Regions from separate parts of the Mus musculus genome. Here region 2 is linked to region 1. Evidence: chromatin contacts called from public HiChIP or PLAC-seq data. All regions are on one chromosome and are shown on one strand. The core of a region is the stretch at or near the end of the contact, and the rest is flanking DNA. Distances in the headings are between cores, read along the strand shown. Region 1 has its middle 20 kb from the start of Gm32322. Region 2 overlaps Arid4a (AT rich interactive domain 4A (RBP1-like)).

The links. HiChIP or PLAC-seq counts read pairs in DNA pulled down with a chosen protein or histone mark.
Region 2: an H3K27ac HiChIP or PLAC-seq map of embryonic stem cells shows a contact between it and region 1, with 5 read pairs. The contact joins two enhancer-like sites.

Annotation. Positions count from the first base shown.
Region 1 is chr12:70,710,756-70,716,059 of GRCm38.p6, forward strand. No RefSeq gene overlaps it. Among named protein-coding and RNA genes, the nearest start is that of Gm32322, 20 kb to the left of the region's middle. Within about 2 kb of position 1,771, at least 165 of the 459 cell types and tissues checked have an H3K27ac peak or open chromatin away from gene starts, as enhancers often do. A contact at or near this core is called in embryonic stem cells, where this site is marked.
Region 2 is chr12:71,038,039-71,043,364 of GRCm38.p6, forward strand. It overlaps Arid4a (AT rich interactive domain 4A (RBP1-like)), which reads left to right. Exons shown (of 24, transcript NM_001081195.1): 8 at 1,801-1,933. Among named protein-coding and RNA genes, the nearest start is that of Arid4a, 25 kb to the left of the region's middle. Within about 2 kb of position 2,538, at least 73 of the 459 cell types and tissues checked have an H3K27ac peak or open chromatin away from gene starts, as enhancers often do. A contact at or near this core is called in embryonic stem cells, where this site is marked.

The DNA of each region.
Region 1 (5,304 bases), core at 521-3,020:
CAGATACACTAGAAGAGGGCATTGGATACTGTTACAGGCAGTTGTGGGCCACCATATGGTTGCTGGGAATTGAACTCAGGACCTCTAGAAGAGCAGCCAATGCTCTTCACTGCTGAGTCATCTCTCCAGGCATCTATTTTTTTTTCTTTAATTGTATTTAATCTGTGCTCTACATTTGTCTCTGGGCTGCCTTCTGATCTGAGAATATCCTCTCCTGTCCTATGGAATGTTTTTGGGTTTTTTTATTTTTCTCTCTCTGTTTTGTTTTTCACTTTTTGAGTGTGTGATTTGAAGTACCGAGTTCTGATAACATTCAACTTCCTGTTTTTGTCTTCTTGTCATTGCTAAGAAGCCATTGCCTGTCCCAAGGTCAAGCATTTCTCTTCTGAAAGTCTTGGCTATTGCACTTAGAGTGGCTCTTTATAGTTTGAGATGATTCCCCATTGTGATGTGAAGGAGAGGAGCCGTTTCAGCCTCTTGCATGTGGATACCCAGGCGTGCTGGCACTGTTACAGGAAATCTATTCTTCAGTCTGTCTCAGCACTGTCATCAGAAACTCCTTTGTAGGAAAAACTCCTTTGTAAATTAGAAAGGCCCTGTCTCCTCCTGACCTGTCAGTGCTGTCTGATTGATCTATGTGTCTACCCGTAGCACAGTGCCTTGATTCCTGCCGCTTCTTGCTAAGTTCTAAACTTGGGAAGTGTGTCTTCTTCATTTTTCGTTTCCCACGCCATTTTGGCTAAGTCCTGTGGGTTTCCGTGTGTATCTGGGAATTTCTACAAAGAACTAATTTGGGATGTTGGTGGGGTGACTTAAAACATGGTCTCTGAATAACACATCTTATAGCTTCCAGTTCCCCAACACCAGCTGCTTCATTTAGATATCTGAAAATTCTTTCAATGGTGTCCTGTTATTTTCAACATCCTAAACTTGAATTTCTGTGGTTAAATTCGCTCCTGATGAGTGTTTTGTTCTTTCTTGATGCTGTTATAAATGAAATTGTTTTATAATTTTTTAATGTTCGTTGCTACTGGATTTGTACATTGTACTGCTAGTACACAGCAATGTAAAGTTGACATGTATACATTGATCATTCCCTCGTGTGTCCTTCTTGTCCTCCTCTACCTTCCCTCTCTCTCTTATTCTCCATACTCTTCTTCCCTCCTTTCTCACTCCCTCCCATTCTCTTTCCCTCTTTCTCCTTCTTTCCTTCCCCTCCCCATTACTTACTACTCTCCCTCTTCTCTTTCTTTCTCCCTCCTCCTATCTCCCTCCTCACACTGCATCCCCCTGCCCCACATCTCTGACTTGTCTTCCCCTCTATTCTTCTCTATCAGCTAAGCTGCTGTTGTCACTGCATTTTGCCGATGCTGCTCCCTCTGTCTGGATTTCACCTCTCATGTGTGATCTTCTGGCTCATCCTTTGGCTCGAGCACATGGGCTGCCACTATGCCAGTCTATGTGTCCTGGGTTTGGGGCAGCTGCAATACTGAGTCTCTATTGGTTTACCTCCCCGTAGTCCCTCATTTGCACTACCCATTGACTAAGGTTGCATCTATGAGTCTTTGCCCACTATAATTTCCTTATATAATATAAGGTTTGCCACCTGCAAAATACCCAGCATGAAGAGCACTCAACAAATCATTCTTTGGATGAAAGAAAGAGCAGTTAACACTTGGGGAAAACAGCTCTTGCTAAGAACTCTAGGGTGTGTGTAGGTGGGGCACATACCACCTACAGAACCAATCTGGCCTCCTTCGGCAGCATTGCATTCCAGAATGGAATGTGATCATCTTGGGAGAGCAGAGGCACAGAGATCCAGGCCAGTTAACTCTTCTGTGGTTGTTTCTCTACCAAAACTCCCTGCCTGGGGGTAGGAAAGTCAGAAAGAAAATTTCAGTTCCCTGAATCATTTGTAAGTGAATAAACTGTCTGACTCCTTTGCTTTTTTACCTGTCCTGAGGTACAGCTGACTTCTGCTGGGGGGAAGGGAAGAGATGCAGGATTTTCCTTGCCAAATTCCTTTTCCCTAACAAATAGGGAAATTCCTGACCAGCTGTTGCAGTGAGTAGAAAGAAAAATATTCCCTTGGAACCCTGCGGCAGAAGACACTTTGTGTGCTGGCTCCTCTCAACGAGTGTCTAGAGCCTTCCAACTACTGCTCTCTCACCCGGGGTTCTTCATAAATCTCAGAAGCAGCAGCCGGTGTTTTGTTTTGTTCTGAGTTGGAATTTCCTTTAGCTTCAACTCTGGTGTTCAGAGGGCAGGATAAAGCCTAGAACATCAGGAGGGAGACTGGGGGTGATAGACAGGAGAGGGAGGAATGAGCCCAGGCTGAGATGGGCTGCAGCTACTCCTGATGTGGGATGGACCATCCACCCCATCTGGGACTCCACAGTCTGCGGCCTGGCCAACAGAGGAGATCCATTTACATTTGGGGATATTATCATATTGAACTAGGCTTAGGCTTCCTGTATGAATTGAGCTTTGCTGCTGGGTGTGCTGAGACCTTTAGACACACAGAGTAATGTACTGTGAGACTGAAACACTGCTATGTAGGCATCTCTGTTCTAGCTCGGGAGTCTCCATCACCTAGCCTAGCACGAGGCCTGGATCAGAGTGCAGCTTAGCTGAAAGGACAGAGTGTTTAAATAAGATGATGTAAATTAGGTTTTCCCTTCCTCTAAACCAAAGGGTGCAAATGTCCACAGCACTTCAGTCACTTAGGGGAGGTAGGTCACCAGTCAGGAACAAATCCTGTGAGTAAATAAGTCAAGTCATTATTTTACCATCAATTAAAAAAAAAAAAATCCAAGAAAATTGATTTCAAAATGAAAACACATAGCTTACTGTGTGTATGTTCTGAAATGCTTTGTCAGAGGAGACGACACGTGTTTATACTGGAACAAAAATGAAAGGGGAAGTTTGTAAACGCAGTGCTCGCCCTCCTACCCTGTCAGCAATGTGTGTCCGGTCAAAGTTACCTGATGAGGCTGTTGGTGCTGGCTTGGTTTTGGTGGAGGAGATTGGGGGTTGGAAGGGGGAGGGTGTTGTTGTTTGGGTTGGGTTGGGTTGAGTTGTGGTTGTGGTTTTTTGCTTATTGATGTCAAAATATCTCTCTACTTAAACGGAGAAAAACGACTTCAGCAAACTGTTCTAAGGTCAGTAGTGCTGTGTACAGTGCCTTGAACCTCGGGTTTCTGAGGATTTCTGGGCACATTTCCAGTCGCTTCCGATCAAGTTTGCCTCTAAATGGAGCAGAACTCTGAGTCAGGACGACGTCCTTGCTAAGTTTGTTACAAACTTAGCTAGACCTGAATCTGCTGCCTTAGCTTCCTCGGCTGTGGGAGCGTTCCCAGTCACCCAGGTGCTATTTTGGTTCCACACGGATTCAGTGAGCATGGTCTGAGGAGCCAGGGAGAAGACCGGAAGCTCACTTCGAGGTAGAGGTATCATTTTCCCCTCAGTGAAATGGATGAACTTCTCCAAGGGTGGCCCTGATGACTAACACGGGGAGAGGATGAAAGGAGAAGGCAGGAGGGAATTGTTTTCTCAGCGATCCCAGAGGCCAGGCGAGACCCATTATTAAGATGCGGAAACGTGTGCCTGGTTTTTGGCTGAGAAGAAAAGAGCAATAGAAAGGGGGAAAAAATGCTGAAAGCAAATGAGAAGAAAGGGCTCGGGGAGAGATTAACCTTGACCAGGGAACAGAACTGTGACGTCGGGTGTTGCGTGGGAAGAGTTTTGAGTGGGGAGACCGAAAGCACACTTATGTAACCAGGCCCTGCAGAAATGTCATTTAAAGTCCTCAGCAGCTTCGCAAGCTAAGAAGCAGAAGCTCTGGAGGGTACTGTGAGGTGCCTCTTACACATTCTCCTTGCCTTACACAGTCTCATATGCTGGCGGGGGGGGGGGGGGGGGATTGTTTACTATGGAAGGAACGTAAATACAATGTTAATGCCTCTCAAAATGTGCACCCAAGACGTTGGAACCAATCACCAGGCACTCGCATGCCTCTAGGACCCATACCAGATGCTTCGAATCGACTCTTTGAAAGTTGATCTCAGAAATTTTCATTTCTTTTGGAAAAAAATAAATACAGCATAAAATTCATAACATTAAAAACTCTGAAGTACAAATTCAGTGACATTTGGTGCAGTCACAATGTTGTACAACCATCTTTACTGTCTAGTTCCAAAACATTCAATAACTACGCAAGACAACACTACACCCATTGAGACTTTAGTCCTCTTTATTCACCTGCCTCCCTTCAGTCCTGATGAGCGCAAACCTACTTTTACTATGTATCAATGTGCTCATTCTGGATTGTTTTTGTTTATGTGTTCATGTATGGTAGCACATGTGTGGTGGTGGTGGTTGTTGGTGGTGGTGGTGGTTGTTGTTGGTGGTGGTGGTGGTTGTTGGTGGTGGTGGTATGTCTGTGTATAGGACAGAGGTTGATGTTAGATGTCTTTCTCAATTGCTCTTCACTTTACTTCAGGGCAGGACCGGGTGTCTCTCCCTGAACTACCAATCAGGCTCATCTGACTCCCCAGCTTTCCCCGGAGATCCCATCCAAGCACTCCATCCACTGATCCATGTATGAGAACCCAAAAGGCTCCATTCAATTTAGCGCGTTCTCTGGAGTTCTCCCTAAGAATCCTTCATCAATGCCTGCTGTACATGATTGATCATCTCTTTCAGTCAGTCACAAGGTGACAGAGGTGTGGTTGTTTCCAGTATCATCTGCATACAAGTTTCCACCTGAGCACTTGTTTGCCATTCGTTTGAATATATAACTAGCATTGTAAATGCTGGGTCCCATGATTCTGCGCTTGACTTAGTAGCAAACTGCCAAACTTTCATGGAGCTGCACCAATCAATTTCCATCCCTGCTCGTGGTTCACTCTCCCCTCTCTTCCTGCTTTGTTCTGCTTCCAGAGGGAGCACTGTTTCCTTGTGACTTGGATTTGCATTCCCTAATGAAAGCACAGAGATTGAGTACCTCCTCTCACTCACTCTCTTCCAGTTTGTTTTGTAGATCTTCTTTGGAAAAAAGGGTCTACTCAGGTGTATGCTCTGTGAGTGTGCATGTGCTGTGTACTGAGCTATACCCACAACCCCATTTACAGTTTTTGTTTTGAGATAGACTAGCATCTAAGTTGCCTAAGTCAGCCTTGAACATACTCTGTAGGTATGGTGGTTTGCATAAGCTTGGCCCATAGGAAATGGTACTATTAGGGGGTGTGGCCTTGTGTAGGAAATGCGTCACTGTGGGAGTGGCTTTTGAGCCTATACTCAGGC
Region 2 (5,326 bases), core at 1,288-3,787, 330 kb after region 1:
TAGAACATTGAGTTTCACATATGTAAACTATGGAACCCACAGGCAAACCCCTGACCATTTGCCTAGTGGTCCACAGTCCTGGGCCAGGCCTGATCTACCTGCCTCACAGTTTACTTTGTGGCATCTTGTTACTTCACACTCTCAGCATTTCAGGCCCAGCTGTTGTCCTAGGCGCCTTCAGAGCATCCTTTCAGGATCCTAACCAAGGTCATGTGCATGTGGCTGCATTTCCCTGATTGTGGTTCATGAGTTCCAAAAACAGTTGTTAGCTTTTGGTGTTACGGACATTTAAGAGTACAAGTGGATGCAGATGTTTTTCAGGGGTTTTTCATTTATAGATTAAGGTTATTCAGTGTAGACAGCAAGTGGTGTGTGCTCTTCTCAGTGTAAGGACACCAGTAGATACTCACCATCTGTTTGCCCCATCATTGCTGGCATCCCTGTGGTGAGTGGCTAGTGCTCTACCTGCCTAGTTCCTGGGCATAGAGTTCTCCAAGTCACCTTCCCTTCTCCCCTCTGGGGTGCGGCTCCCCTCAAGCTGTCCTTCCTCCTTGTTTAATTACTCACTGGGGCTCCTCTTATATATCAGCACTGTTACAGCAAAACAATGACTTTGTAACTTTTCCCTCCAGCCTCATTTCTTACTTACATTTGGTTGTCATAGCTATAATAAAGTCTTCCTAGGCCAGCAAGGCAGTTTGCAGGTAACAGCACTTGTTACCAAGCCTGTCTATTTGAATTTGATTCCTGAATCTCCCATGGTAGAAGAAGAGAACCAAGTCATGCAAGTTGTCCTTTGACCTGTATGTATGTGCTTTGGCGCTTGTACGTACAGAAACAGACACACACACACACACACACTCTACAGGATCCTATTACTAGTTTATAACTGAGGACAATGGGATTGATAGTGTCTTGGCAGTTTGGACTAGTGTTGTGTGTGTTTTCCAGTGTGTAGCAAGTGCTTAGCACATTTATTTAATAAGTCATTAATGGTATTTGTACTCATAACATAGTATTATAGTCTTTAATAATTGTAACTTTCAAAAAGTTGAGTAGGCTGATATTTCAGTGCAGGACACTCACATAAGCAATTGTAGGTGTTAGAGCTAAAGATACGGAAATGTCGTCAGTGTGGAAAGTAAAGAGTCCTGTGGTAGCTCCTAGGCAACGGGTCTGTGAGAGGAAAAGGACCAAGTGCCTCAGATCATTAGTAGTTAACAGCCCTGCATAGTGCAGTGAATGGCAGATATCAGCATATTCAGGATGCTTCAAGAGCATGTCAGATTACTATTTACCATGATTTTAAAAGCGTACATTCTCATTTTTATTTAAAAAGCATAGACTCATAATTAATGCTTGTTATGGACACTTAGAAGTAAATGATTACCCCAGAGAAGATACCTGAATAAACCCACATATACTTTTTGGGAGCTATTTTCATACCCTACTAGAAAATTAAACTTGCATTATTTGCCCCCTGGCATTAAAAACCAGACAGGTAATGTGTTTCTAAAAGTGAATGAGGTGATACAGAGAAGTTAGGCTTCTCTGTCCTGGCAGAGGAACCGAAGCCCAGGTATTCACTGACCAGTGAAGCAAACTCAAGTGTTGCTTACTTAGGTGGTTCAGTTACTTGTGTGAGGCAGGAGACTGTCCATCTCCTCAGCCCCAGTAAGAATGGAGAGGCAGCCATAGGGGCCAGTGGACCATGCAGAAGTCACAGCACTCTGACATGCCTAGGTCTGGGACACTAGGATATGGACATTTGGATAATGACCAGGTTCTCCTGACTCTTAGCACTGAAGACGAAAAGGAAGAAGAAAGCAGCGAAGAGGAAGATGAAGATAAGAGGCGTCTCAATGACGAATTATTAGGAAAAGTTGTAAGTGTGGCCTCCACAGCAGAGAGCACTGGATGGTACCCTGCTTTGGTAAGTTTCATTGCAAAATTAGTCAGCTGTATTAGTTGTCGAGAATGGATTTTTTAAAATGTATGTAAAATATTTTGGAAGTATTATAAATCTAACGAAGATGTAATTGTAATTTAATATTAAGACAGGCCCACTCACATGGCCATTGTCTTTCTTTGGCTTTCCTTCTGTTATCTGTTTGTTGACCTTTCAGGTTTTCCCCTCAGATGTGTTCTTCATTCTGCCCTGTTTATCGCCTCACCGCTTCAGTTCCTGTAGGTCAAGTCCTCAATATTCTTTATGGCTGTTTTGTTTGTTTTACTGGATAGTCCAGGCTGGCCCGGAACTTACTGTGTGGCCCAGGCTGGCCTCAGATTCATAACAATCCTCCTGCTTCAGTCTCTTCAGGTGTAGGATCACGGTGTGAGCCACCACATCTGGCTTCTTAATTCTTTCTTTATTACATTCAGCTAATTATCTAGAACTAAGTTTTTAGGTAGAACCATTTAAAAATAATCGATTTATCTCACAGTAATCCCAACAACTTGGTCAGATGTGGTGCTTCAGGGCTGTAGTCTCAGCTTCTCTAGAGTCCAAAACAGGAAGTGTGCTTCAGCCCAGGAGGTGGAGACTAACTTGGTCTCAATAACAAAACAAGACACTGGGGGTGGGGCAGGGAACAAGCACACTGGTAAGAGCACTTGCCCTGCAAGCAGGAGAGCTTGGGGACTCCGGTGCCTATGTAAGGAGCCAGGCATAGCCTGGGGTTGAGTGCCCAGACAACAGAGTCAAAACCACGCTGTCCAGCCAGCCTAGCCAAAGAAGCAAGCTTCAGTTAAGCGAGAGACCTTGTCTCAGCGCAGTGCAGTGTCGGAGAGTGACAGAAGACATCTGTTCCCGTGTTTTGCATCCCTATGTGCATGAGCACATGCATCAATGTGTTCATATGCACCCACACATCTGTGTGCATGCACCACACACACATGCGATATACAAAACCTTGATCTTTCAGTTAATTAATCTAGTTTTACTGAGTCTGCTTCATCAACTAATTTCACTTTTTTTTTTTTTTTTTTTTTTTTGGTTTTTTGAGACAGGGTTTTTCTGTGTAGCCCTGGCTGTCCTGGAACTCACTCAGTAGACCAGGCTGGCCTCGAACTCGGAAATCTTTCTGCCTCTGCCTCCCAAGTGCTGGGATTACAGGCGTGCGCCACCACTGCCCCCCTTCAAATTCTTTTAATGAATATCTAAGACTCCTTCACCATAAGCTCCCTTCCACTTTCTTATTTTATTTTTTTATTTTTAAAGCATCTGAGTGCTCTATCTGCATGAATGTCTGTGTGCCAGAAGAGGGCATCGGATCCCATTACAGATGGTTGTGAGCCACCATGTGGTTGCTGTGGATTGAACTCAGGATCTCTGGATGAGCAGTCAGTGCTCTTAACCACTGAGCCATTTTTTCAGCCCCAGCTTTTTTTATTTTTAAGTTTTATTTATTATTTATATGTAGCTGTCTTCAGACACACCAGAAGAGGGCATCAGATCCCATTACAGATGGTTGTAAGCCATCTTGTGGTTGCTGGAATTTGAACTCGGGACCTCTGGAAGAGCTGCTGTCAGTGCTCTTAACCGCTGAGCCATGTATCCAGCCCAAGCCCCAGCTTTTTTATTTTGAGGCAGGGTTTTACATATTTCAGGCTGGCCTCCAATTTGCCAGTCCGCCTAGGATGACCTTGAACTTCACCTCCCAGACACCATTGGCCCAGGCATGCTAGGCAGGCACTCTTCCACCCAGCTACTTTCCTTACTACGCCTAAGCTAACTTCTTCAATTTGTGCGCCTTTACTCCACCCTGAGTTAATGAGTGTTACCTGAGGACAGGAGTGAGCTTGCTTTGCCTTGACTGTAAATTCCTCAGAAGACAGGCAAGTGTGGGCTTTTCATTGTGACTCCCAAGAACATGCGCTCTACACATAAAGCAGACTATGTTGGGAGTTATAGACTCATTCTTTAAACCCAGTGTAGCAGCGCACGCCTTTGATCCCAGTGCTCAGGAGGCAGAGGCAGATTTCTGAGTTTGAGGCCAGCCTGGACTACAGAATAAGTCCTAGGATAGCCAGGGCTACACAGAGAAACTCTGACTTGAAACCCCCTGTCTCCCCAAAAAAGTGGTAGTAATTTTTTAGTACTGGTACATAAAGTAAACTAAGGAAGTAATAGAAAGGAAGGATCTCCACCCTTAGATGTTTAACGCTGTAGAAATGGCGGTTTCATGGCACAGAAGAAGGGACAGATGGTCACAGAGGGTCTTTTATGAGAGGTCGGAGACTGCTTAGGTGTAGTTGTCTCACAAAAATCCTCTTTGACCGATGGTGAGAGAGAGGAGGGGGAGAATAGGATGCAACTGCAAATATCATTGACCCTTGAAGCAGAAGGGCCTTCCAAGGGTCACCTAAAACTCAGGGATAATTCTGCAGATAGTTCTGAAAAGGAATGGTATTTGTGCTGCATGTTTGGGAATATTCATAAGACTGTTTACAGAAATCAATATGGAGGCCATTAGAGTAGCTCCCAGGTGATGTGATGAGACTTGGACTTCTATTTATTTACATCTCAGGACTTGACTACCACACCTCTTCTAGCTGAGTAGGGCTAATTTTCCTGCCTTTGGCACTGTCCTGTGCCTGGTGTACCAATGGGTCATCCCCCTGTTGTGTTCTTTCTTGTATGTCTTAGATTTGCCCCTCTGTGTGAAGCACAGCGACTCTTACTAGTCTGACAGTTATTAGTACCTAGTACTCACAAGACCTGTATTTGTCTCTGAAGCCAAAGTGTGGCCATCCATGTCTGTGATCTTAACAATTAGGAGAGTAGTGTAAGTTCAGAGTCATCCTCCATTACCTACAAGGTTCTGGGCAGATGAGACCTGCCAAAAACCAAACAGTAATCAATAAGAGTATCTAAAAACCCAGTGCAGTGTGGTGTCGCACAACTTGAATCTTTGGAAACAGAGGCCAGCAGACCTCTGAGTTTGAGGCCAGCCAGGTTTACATAGTGAAACCTTGTCTCAAAAAATAAGTAAGTAAGTAAGTAAGTAAGTAAGTAAGTAAATAAATAAATAAATAAATAAATAAATAAAAATCTGGCTCTGTGGTATTGAACATGATAGTTATAAAGTGTATATTGTTATAATAATAAACTGAATGAATGAAACTTAGTTACAAAGAATGGAGTTGGGAGCCAGAGTGTGAGTGAGTGTCTGAGACACACTTTTGCCTACAACGTCCAGGACTCTGGGTTTGTTAAGGATTAAGAGTATCATGAGTAAGTCTGTCTCAGCAACTTTAGAAGTGTGCTACCCAGCTTGAGTTTTTAAAATACAAACCACGACTACAGTACTCAAAAATTACTCAC